2 separate regions of the Canis lupus genome follow, and region 2 is linked to region 1. Evidence: chromatin contacts called from public Hi-C data. All regions are on one chromosome and are shown on one strand. The core of a region is the stretch at or near the end of the contact, and the rest is flanking DNA. Distances in the headings are between cores, read along the strand shown. Region 1 holds the start of DMXL1 (dmX-like protein 1). Region 2 has its middle 5.9 kb from the start of HSD17B4.

Region 1 (5,384 bases), core at 1,005-3,504:
TCCCCACCGCCTCCTTGTGCCCGGCTCTCTGCGTCAAGTAAATAAATAAAATCTTTTTTTTTTTTTTAAGATTTATTTATTTATTCATGATAGACAGAGAGAGAGAGAGGCAGAGACACAGGCAGAGGGAGAAGCAGGCTCCATGCCGGGAGCACGACGCAGGACTCGATCCCGGGACTCCAGGATCAAGCCCTGGGCCAAAGGCAAGCGCTAAACCGCTGAGGCACCCAGCCAGGGATCCCCAATAATTTTTTTTTTTTTAAGGCTCCTGGGTGCTTAGATGGTTAACCATCTGCCTTTGGCTCAGGTCATGATTCCAGGATCCTGGGATCCAGCCCCAAGTCAGGCTCCTTGCTCAGCGGGGAACCTGCTTCTCCCTCTCCCTGTCGCTCCCCGTGCTTGTGCACCATGCTTTCTTTACATCAAATAAATTTTTAAAAAAAATTTTTTTAATAAATTAAAGAATTTGCACTGGAGATAGCTTTCATGTAACTATAGGAGATGTCGCCATCCAGTAATCTCCCACTAGGAAAACCTCCTTAGGATGCTGTTTATTTTTTCTCTTAGTAATAAAAGCAGAAAGCAATGTCCAGCTACAGGGAGTTTATAGTAACTCACAGAGACCCTCAGAGTTCACGCTTCCCCTGAATATTCAGGCTTCATTAACATTTAGCATCAGAATCTCAAAATTGGGCAGCCCTGGTGGCTCAGCGCTTTAGCGCCGCCTACAGCCCAGGGCGTGATCCTGGAGACCCGGGATCGAGTCCCACACGTCAGGCGTCGGGCTCCCTGCGTGGAGCCTGCTTCTCCCTCTGCCTGTGTCTCTGCCTCTGCCTCTGTCTCTCTCTCTCTCTCTCTCGATTAAATAAATAAAACCTTAAAAAAAAAAAAAAGAATCTCAAAATTGCTGGTGTCAAATGCAAGCTAAGGTGTGTACGAATCTGTCCAGAGTCGAAGCACAGACTTTGGGAGCAAAGTATTTGGTTGTCACAGATCTAGAAGCACAACTCAGATACAAAATTCCTGTAACATTACCAGAAGAGTTTTATTGAAAAGCTGTAATGCAAGTCTTAGTAATTAATGTGCGCAATCTAAAATAAAAAAGTTTCCCAGGACTCCTAAACTGTTACATACGGAATTCAAAGGATGACAGCAGTGAATTACTTGTGAAAAACATATTTCTTTTTCTTTTCAAAGTTATTCCTCGGTGACTACGAAGCAAATGAAAACATTGTTTACTCAGCGCAATTAGGAATTGTTTTAAGACACCCACTTTTTTTGAATTACAAAGATACTTAATCTTAAATTAGTACCAAGAAATTAAAGCAATCGCAACTACTTCTAAATGTGGCCAATTAAGCCTACAGAACAGGGTAAGGAAAAGCCCCCATACACATCACAACAACAATTTCTGTACAATTTTATTTTGGTAAAAACCACCCGAGTCCACGGACATCAGACCAGAAACTTTAAAAACCCTACAAAACCTTCTAAGGTCCGACTCAGTGCCTCGATGCCGGACATGTCTCCACCTCCTTTGGCTCTCAAGCGCCGGGGCCCGGGGACCCCAGGGGGGCGAGCGGGCGGGCGCTCGTGGCCTGGGCGCCGCGATTCGAGGCCGACCCCGGCTGACTCCGGGCGCGGACCGGCCACGGGCTTCGCGGGAGCCCCCCGCCCCCGCCCCCGCCCCCGCCCCCCACTCACCGTGAAGCGCTGGTCGCCGACGCTGCCCACGGAGAAGCAGTGGTCCCCGGGGTTCACGGCCCCGGTCAGGACCTGGTGCAGGTTCATGTCCGCGCCTTAGTCCAGCAACGGACGCCGCGTCCGGCTCATGCCCCGGTCGGCTGCCGCGTCCCTCCCCCCTTCCCTCAGGGGCGGCGGCCGCTCTTGGGCGGCGACGGCGGCCGCGACAGGCGCCTGGAGCCGGAGCCGCTCTGCTGGGGCCCGCAGCTCATCCCGAGCCCCGGCGGCCGAGGCCCGGAGGGGGCGGGCCGCGGAGAGGGCGCCGCGCGGCGCCAGTCGCGCACCTGTCACAGCCCGCGCGGGCCCAGGTGAAGCTCCGGGTCGACTCAAGGGCCGACGCCCCAGGCCGACTCCCCGGGGCAGGGCCGCGCCGTCCGCACGCTTCCTCTGGGCTCGGGGCGGCCGGCCCAGTCCCAGCCTCAGTGGCGCAGGCAGCACGCGCGCCCGCCTTCCTCGTCTGACCTGTCCCTTCCCGGCTCCGGTGCCCGCCACCCCCACTGGCCTTTGCCGCTCACTACGCGTCGCTAGGTCCCCTCGGCCGAAGTACCGCGAGACTTCGCGCGGCGGAGAGGGGTACTGCGGGAAGGGACTCACTTCTTTACCACAGTTTACGGATCAGCAAGTGTGAGAAGCCAACGCCTCGTCTAGTCAGATGCTGGCCAATCCCGAGCGCCAGTCCGCCTCGGCCCCGCCCACCAGTGGAGGACGGGCCAATCCCTTCGAGGCTGGTGAGTGAGTCCGTCGGTTTGAGTGCTGAGCAGAAAGGAGCTTAGAAGAAAACGCAGCGAGCCTAGAACGAGGTGGGGATACTCCGCTTATGCTTTAGGTTAGGGCTTAATCCGTCGGGTCGGAAAGCCTGCCTGAAAGGAAGAAGTGCATTATAAATGCGGTTGCGGTGTCCTCCGTTCTGGTTGGACTACAAGTCCCGACAAGCACCGCTCCCCGAGGCGGCCCTTCGGGGACTCGAAATAGAAGTGACCCTTCTTGCGTCCTCCGTCCCGGCGTCATGGTTTCCCCAGCTTTCCGCGCATTTCCGACGCGCTGAGCAGGGTGATTTTGGAAGACGTTAATACTCGACAACTGTTAAAGTGAAGCGTTTTCGGCTAAGTTTTCCTTAACAAAGGTTTTGAAGTAGTGCTCGTACCACTACTGCACCAGCCCTAGGTTGAGAGTTTGTTTCGCAAAAACAAAAACTAAGGAATCCAAAATGATTACTCTAACAGTTGCGACAGCTAGATACCTTCAGTATATTCAGACACAAGTTTTGTGTTATTATTGATCAAAGTCTATTTATACATTTACTTGCATATATTTAAGCCTCTGACTGTCCGTTCCGTCTCTGTATCTTGAGTGTCTAGCGCGGCGCCTGTTCCAGGGCAGGTGTTGAGTACATGATAAATCGATGAATGTAAATAGGAATTCTCCACCTAAAAAGAGTAGTTTGTTAAAAATTGCTAAATTGATTTTTATATACTTTTGTTGTGGCATTAAAAAAAAACTTTCATACTAATACTTGGATGGGAGGGTATTAGTTTTATCTCTTTATGCTTTGCCAAAAATGTTTGCGATGTACCTTTATTTTGCAATAGAAACTTACTTTAAAAACAAGCTTAAGGGCACCTGGGTGGCTCAGTGGTTGAGCGTCTCCCTTTGGCTCAGGTCGTGATCCTGGGGTCCTGGGATCCAGTCCGCATCAGGCTCCTGCATGGAGCCTGCTTCTCCCTCTGCCTGTGTCTCTAACTCCTCTGTGTCTCTCATGAATAAATAAATAAATAAAATCTTAAAAAAAAAAAAAGTTTAAGAGCCATCCCCTCTTTTTTAATTTGAAAGATGTAAATGGATTCTATTATTTGTCCCAATCTCTTTAAAACAGTAAGACTTAAAACTTAATTTGTCTTTAAAAAAAAACATTTTATTGAGATCTAACATAAACTTAATTTCTATTTTAATTATTAATTGAAATCTGATTCCAAGTGGCTTTAAGTCAGTTTTATATTTTAGATTCTAAATGAAGTTTTTCTGTGTCCCACGAAAATTGTATGTGGCCCAACATATTTACTCATTCTATCCTGATCAGTTTTTGGTTTTCAAGGGCATGCAGTACAACAGAATAAAAGAAACTGAGTGACCTAGTAGTTAGGAAATCTGAAATCTACTCCTGATCTCACATTAGCTATATACGACCTTGGAAAGATTTGACTAACTCTCCTCATCTGTAAAATCAGCAAGTTTAACCTATCAACAACATTTTGTTTGCCATTTTCATTTCTGCAACTCACTACATCTATTAGTTTTTATTAAATTCCTTCAACCTTAAGTGAGACTACCTGAATTTGAATCCTAGCCTTACCACCCTCTTAGATTATTTAATCTCTGTGCTTTACTTATCTATAAACAAGAAATAGTAGTAGATTTTCTTTATATAATTATCATGAGGATTAATGAGAACAGTGTTGGGTGCCTGGGTGGCTAATTTGGTTAAGTGTCTGCCTTTGGCTCAGGTCATGATCCCAGGGTCCTGTATTCGAGTCCCTCATCATGCTCCCTGCTCAGCAGAGAGTCCGCTTCTCCCTATACCCTTCTCCCCTGCTTATGATCACACTCTCATGCTCATCACACTTTCTCAAATAATTTTATTTAAAAAATGAGAACAGTGTTTGGCACATAGAATTCAGTAGATATTAGCCATTATTATTATTATTATCATTATTACTAAATAAACCTAGCCTTTCAACGTATTTTTACTCTTTTTAAGGTTTTCCAGATAGTGTCAAACCTCAGTCCAAATCACACTTTCCAGGGATGCTTGAAATTGTCACAGATGTTCCGAGGACATTCTAGTCTATCTAAAACCGTGGCACTACAATACCTAATGAAAAGCAAATGTATTCTTTTGCTTCTTATTCATCAGAAATACTTCTACTTTATTAAATTGCCCATTAAACAACCTTTCTTTGATATACAGTAGATAAACTGTTTCATTGAAACAACTGAATGCTAGTAACTTATCTTTTTTTCTTCCCCTGCAACTCCTGTCAAGTGTCTGGTTTTATACAGCCCTGAGCTAAGAATTTTTTTTACATTTTTAAATGGCTGAAAATATCAATAGAAGAATATTACTTAATGCTATGTGAAAATTATATAAAGTTTACATGTCCATAAATAAAATTAAATTGGGATACAGCCATGCATAATCATTTAGGTATTATCTATGGGAGCTTTCACACTACCAATGCAGAGCTGAATACAGTTAACCATTGAACAATGCAGAAGTTCCAGTCTCAAAGAGGAAGAGGGAATTTAATTAGACTCAATAAGTAGTGACAGTGTAAAAAACAACAAACAGGCTAACCTCGGAGATCCTGGGAGAAAAAAAGGAACATATATATTTATAGGAAGCCCACCCAGATTGAGAAGTATTCGTGCCTGTTCTTCACTTTCTGATTTCCTGAAATCCTTGTCAGTACCCTCTTCCCTGCCACCCTCATCCTAAACTCATTAATATAAATTCCTATCTCTCCAGTCCTTGTGCCATGGGAGCCACCAATAAGAGTTTCAGCCAATACTCAATAGATGAGATTGGAGGTAAACAGAGTCCCTCATCCTATAACTAAGGCTGAATCAGGGGGACTATGTTGCTG
Region 2 (5,384 bases), core at 1,004-3,503, 280 kb before region 1:
CTCCTCCCGGCCCCGCCCTCTGCCTTCCCCGAGGCTCCCGGCTCCGGACGCTCCTCCGTGCAGGCCAGCGACAAAAGTCTTTGCTTTTTGGTCACGAGGAAGGCCTGACCTTTGTCCGCAGGCATTTCGAGTACAGGCTCCGATCAAGATGTAAAAGCGAGCCTGACGCTTGACCACATGGGAATCCTAGGTTCAAGAGCAAGCCTGTGTGACAACGCAGCCAACGTTGGTCCCTGCTCCGTACCCGCGAAGGACGGAATTGCGGCGACCCTGAGCACAGACAAAATTCCTCAAGCTCCATCCCGCCAGGAAGCCTAAAGAGAGGTGCATTGGCGACTTCACCCAGCTTCTGCTGTCCTCGGGGCCCAGATGCCAATGGCTGGATATCTGTTTCCATCCTGTGTTGTCATCTTTCTTTTTTTTTTTTTTTTTTTTTTTTATAAAATATCAGGTAATCATTAGCAGGTTTTTCACCTATTTTTTTTATTTTTTAATTTATTTATGATAGTCACACAGGGAGAGGGAGAGGCAGAGACACAGGCAGAGGGAGAAGCAGGCTCCATACACCGGGAGCCCGACGTGGGACTCGATCCCGGGTCTCCAGGATCACGCCCTGGGTCAAAGGCAGGCGCCAAACCACTGCGCCACCCAGGGATCCCTCATCTTTCTCTTTGAATCCAATAACCCAGTTCTTCTGTTAAAAAAAAAAAAAAAAAAAAAAGTACAAGGCAAAAAACAAAGGCTAGGTTTATTATTCCTACTTGCAGAAATGGAAGTGCAAAATCAACCCAATTGTAATTTAGGATCAAGTGCTTTCAACCTAAGGCTTGTCAATAGGAGTGAGAAGGAAGGGTTTCTCAGCCGTTGCTGGGGTGCCAGTCCGACATGTTCAAGACTCGCGACTGGTGCTCGCTTGTCCCAGACGAGGGCAAACGGGCATGGGGCATGAGTAAATGCTAGTGCCTGGTATAGTGAGTGCCCAAATAAATATGTCTTGAATATGGGAGATGGTGCTGATTTAGGACATATAATCTTGGAAATAGAACGATATATATATTAGTGTATGACTCAATACACTGCAAGGGTGCTGCTATAGAAGTGTAGACTATTCTCTAGTGGTCTTACCTCGCTCTCAAGTGCTTCTGCTTGTGGGAGGGGAGGCAAAAAAAGGACACTTAGACTTGCCAGTTAAAGGTAACTTGGTTTGTTGGGGGAAATGCTAATCTTTCAGGATTTCTTTCTCCACCTTCTTGCCTAAATGTCACCTTAACATAGAGAAAAAGTTTGACGGAGGCAGGCGTGGACCATAAAGCCACGCTGGCCTCTGCTTTCCCTCCAGCTACTGATAAAGTGCATGGGCTTAGATAGTCCTAGAATCTGCTGTGTGTGCTTTCTCACTCTGAACTATTTTAGCAACTTCTATGTAAGGCTACATTTATAAAAGTATATAGCAAATTTATTCAAGCAGAATTTTAAAACAAACTAAAAATATTTATGTGTATATCTCTTCTATGCCAGCCAGGAGCTAAAAGAGACAGGAATAGGAACTTTGGCTCCCTCATCCCATAAATGAAGGCCATTGCCATTGCCATTCTGCTGTATTTACCCCCTGCTGAATCAAGGTCACTTGCATGGCAGTGACTTCTCAGAGTCAGAATTGTCCTTTTCACTGCCTCATTTCTTCAAACTCAGGCCCAGGAGGGGAACAAGGGATCCTGGGTCCCTGAAGACCCCATGCTAACCACATTCCCTATCAGCTACCTTCCTCCTCTTTTTCCAACCTCTTCCCCAGTGAGAATTCTACTTAATCTTTCCTGCTGGTCAGAACTCCTTACTCCCACCTTACAGATACCTCTTTTCTAAGGGGTTACACTTCAAAGAGAGACACGATGATTTATGGCTTAGTCCTAATGGTGTATGGAGTGGGGACAACACAAAGAGATAGGACAGTGCAATGAACGGGTATTCTTTTTGCTACCAGACTGAAGCCACTTCCTATTGTTGGAGAATACCTTTAACAACAATGAAAGAGAGGACATATCTAGTCCCTCTTTCATATGGCCCCAATTAATATGTATCCCCCAAACAAGGAGGAATAGCTACCCTGATGGAATGGCCAAGGAGACACACGTTGCTCCACATTTACTACTGGGTGAGGAAGGATACCGTGCTCTAAAGGCAGTAACCAAGCCCCATGTCTCTTTCACTTCCTGCAGCTACACAGTGGGCTTTCTTCTGCTTCCTGTCTGCTATCACATGGCTCAGCAAACCAGGCAAGCCCGCTTCTCAACTGGTAAGAGACTCAGCCATCTCCTTCCTGTCCTTTCTTTCCTAAGATGGCAGCTTGGTCTACATGATCACTTGAGCAGCCAGCCTAGGCCTGCCTGGCATTGGGCATTAGGACAAACGTATACTTTTTTGTAATATGTTTTCTTTTTTCCTGCAGGCGTAATTTTTCTAAACCTGCACTTGCAGAGGTTGGGATGTGAAATAGGGAAAGGTCCACAGGAACCCCAAATATACTGGTGTTTAGTATAAGAAGCACCATCCAGAACTAAAAGATGACAAGGAATAATGAAAAGTTCAGTATTCAGGGATCCCTGGGTGGCGCAGAGGTTTGGTGCCTGCCTTTGGCCCAGGGCGCGATCCTGGAGACCCGGGATCGAGTCCCACGTCGGGCTCCCGGTGCATGGAGCCTGCTTCTCCCTCTGCCTATGTCTCTGCCTCTCTCTCTCTCTCTCTCTCTGTGTGTGTGTGTGTGTGTGTGTGTGTGTGTGTGTGTGTGACTATCATAAATAAATAAAAACTAAAAAAAAAAAAAGAAAAGAAAAGTTCAGTATTCACCATGGCTGGTTTAAGGTGTCACTAAGAGGCAGCTGGTTTGAGATTGTAGCTGTGCAGGCTGATTTAGCACTTGGAAACCACAGTAGCTGAATTTAATAAGAGAATAGATTCTTTTGGGAATTCATTCAGTCATCACAGGCTTTCCAGAAACTAAGAGGGCCTAAGTCAGAATCAAGCTTTGGATGGTGATAGAAATTTCTTTTCTGAGTCACAGGGAACTCTCTGGGGACCAGAGCATCTGTACTTTGCATAAAATTCAGACCCATTGCCAGTAGCAGGAATGGAGCCCCATCAGACCTGGCATTTTCTTAAGCTCAGCTTAGAAAGTAGAAATCAAATGAATTTTTTGTTAATTTTTTCTCCTATATCTTGTTTCTGAGCTCTGGGTAGATGGCCCAAATTAGACTTCATGTAGTAAGAAGATATTTTCAGGAAAGAAATATTTACGCCTCTTGTGGAAAAGGAAAGCTTATGTGAGTGTGCCTTTCCTGAGCCTCTAAAGCACCATCTTCGTGGTAATAGTGACTGCAACACAACTTTGGGTTCTGCAAGATGTCTGCAAGAGCATGTGGAAGCACAACCTCTTTGCAGAAAATTTTCCCAACTGGAATTTTCTCAACTCCGAGACCCTGGCTAACTTGCACAGTATGATGGGTAAGCTGATGAGCTCAGACAAGAAGCTTTATCTTTTCTCCATTCCCCAGATGAATCCTAAATCAATTGGCTGGCAACTGCAATATAGGTCTGGATTGTGCTGGGATCTGGAAATGTTATTTTTGCCCGTGTAACTGCTGGTGGTATTTTTATAAATATCATGGGAGGGTGGCTGCTGCTACACTGACCTCTGCATCCTGTGCTCTTTGGAAAAGTAAGACACATGAGTGAACAGCAGTTGGCTCAGTCCTGTTCTGCAGTCTTGAAGGAGTTACATCCATTCTAGTATAAGATGCACAAGCTATGGAGAAAAGCCCCAGTGGTGGCCAGCATATAAAAGTTAAAAGCATGGACTAAAAAGGAGTTTTAAATGTATCTCTTGTGCACACAGAACCCTCTGCAGGAATTAAGATTTGAATATTCATATGTTCCACATTTATTTATTAATACTCATGAACTGTGAGTCAGGCATTTTGTTCTTTGCACTAAGTACAAAATAGACAAGGTCCTTGGATTTATATATCTTCCATCCCAGAGAAGGGAGGTGATAAGCATTCAAATAAATAAATAAATGATGCCACATAATTGCAAGTGCTAAGGGACAAATTTAGCGATTTATCAGAGTTCATTACGTTCCAAGCACTTTGTTAAATGTTTTATAAATATTAGCTCCTTTGGTCTCATAACAATTGATAAAGTAGAAGCTGTCATTACCCTCGTTTTCAGATGAGGAAACCAAAAGTACAAAGAAATGGTAAGTTAGCCAACATGTGGTGAAAGAAGGAGTCAGACAACCCCCCCCCCCCCACTCCCCACTGTATAGCTTTCTTGTTGGAACAGGATAATGAGGTTTGAAAAGAGATTTGAAGCGGACACAGTAAGGAGGTCCTCATTTAGAGAGGGGATACATAGGAGAAAGGCTTGTGAAGAGGTAACTTCTGAGCTGCATCTTGAACACTGAGAAGAACCTGTCAGACAAGGATTGGACACAGCTTCCTGAACAGAAGGAACCTCCAGAGCCCTGTGGGGGAGAACACCTTCGCACCTCCTGGTACGTGAGGAGATCAGAGAGAGACAAGGACCAGATTGTGTCTAGACTTGTAAGCCACGCTTGGGAGTATAGATTTTATTCTAAGTATAATGGGAAACACTTGAAAAGCAAGGAAATGAAACGATCTGATGTGCAAACTACATTGTAGGTATGTAAATGAACAGAGACAGGCCCAGGAGTAAACACACCAGCAGGTACCTGGTTAGTTCTCACCTGGGTTGAGGACCTTGGCAGTGATGGAGGAGACTTTTGCTTTACCTGTTTTGAATATGAAATTTTGCCTGCATTATTATACAAATGAATAACTTTCTTTTTTTTAAGATTTTATTTATTTATTCATGAGAGACACAGAGAGACGGAGAGAGAGAGAGAGGCAGAGACATTGGCAGAGGGAGAAGCAGGCTCCTCAAAGGAAGCCCGATGTGGGACTTGATCCTGGGACTCTGGGATCACGCCCTGAGCCGAAGGCAGACACTTAACTGCTGAGCCACCCAGGCGTCCCAAATGAATAACTTTCATAAACAATTGAAGCTTCATAAAATCCCATCTGTGGCAGCCTAAAACCCACTCAATTGCAAGCAGATGGGTCATGCTGAAGAAATCACAGTGTTCGTGTGGCTTGTGACGCCTGTTTTAGACACACCTGAATTTCAGAATATGTATCCTTCTTAGGGAAACCACAAGCAGGTGTGTGTGTTGCTCAGCAAACAGATCATTTGCAGGGAGAAATTGAGAATCCCAAGAATAGACCTACTAAGTAAAGCTGGATTGTGACCACTAAGACCTTGGCTGGTTTTTCCCAGTGGGGAGCGGCTGCTAATCCAGTGCACTGTAT

The links. A called contact is a pair of places that touch in the nucleus more often than the background predicts.
Region 2: a contact with region 1 is called in a Hi-C map of blood, with 5 times the contacts expected there. The contact joins the enhancer-like site here to the promoter of DMXL1 in region 1. A contact is called at or near these places in 2 of 9 Hi-C or Micro-C datasets (both in blood).

What each region holds. Positions count from the first base shown.
Region 1 is chr11:8,704,080-8,709,463 of UU_Cfam_GSD_1.0, reverse strand. It overlaps DMXL1 (dmX-like protein 1), which reads right to left and starts at 2,254. Exons shown (of 46, transcript XM_038551873.1): 1 at 2,028-2,254. It overlaps LOC102153456 (a long non-coding RNA gene), which reads left to right and starts at 2,280. Exons shown (of 3, transcript XR_005366561.1): 1 at 2,280-2,543.
Region 2 is chr11:8,980,275-8,985,658 of UU_Cfam_GSD_1.0, reverse strand. No RefSeq gene overlaps it. Among named protein-coding and RNA genes, the nearest start is that of HSD17B4, 5.9 kb to the left of the region's middle. Within about 2 kb of position 2,253, at least 1 of the 20 cell types and tissues checked has an H3K27ac peak or open chromatin away from gene starts, as enhancers often do. A contact at or near this core is called in blood, where this site is marked.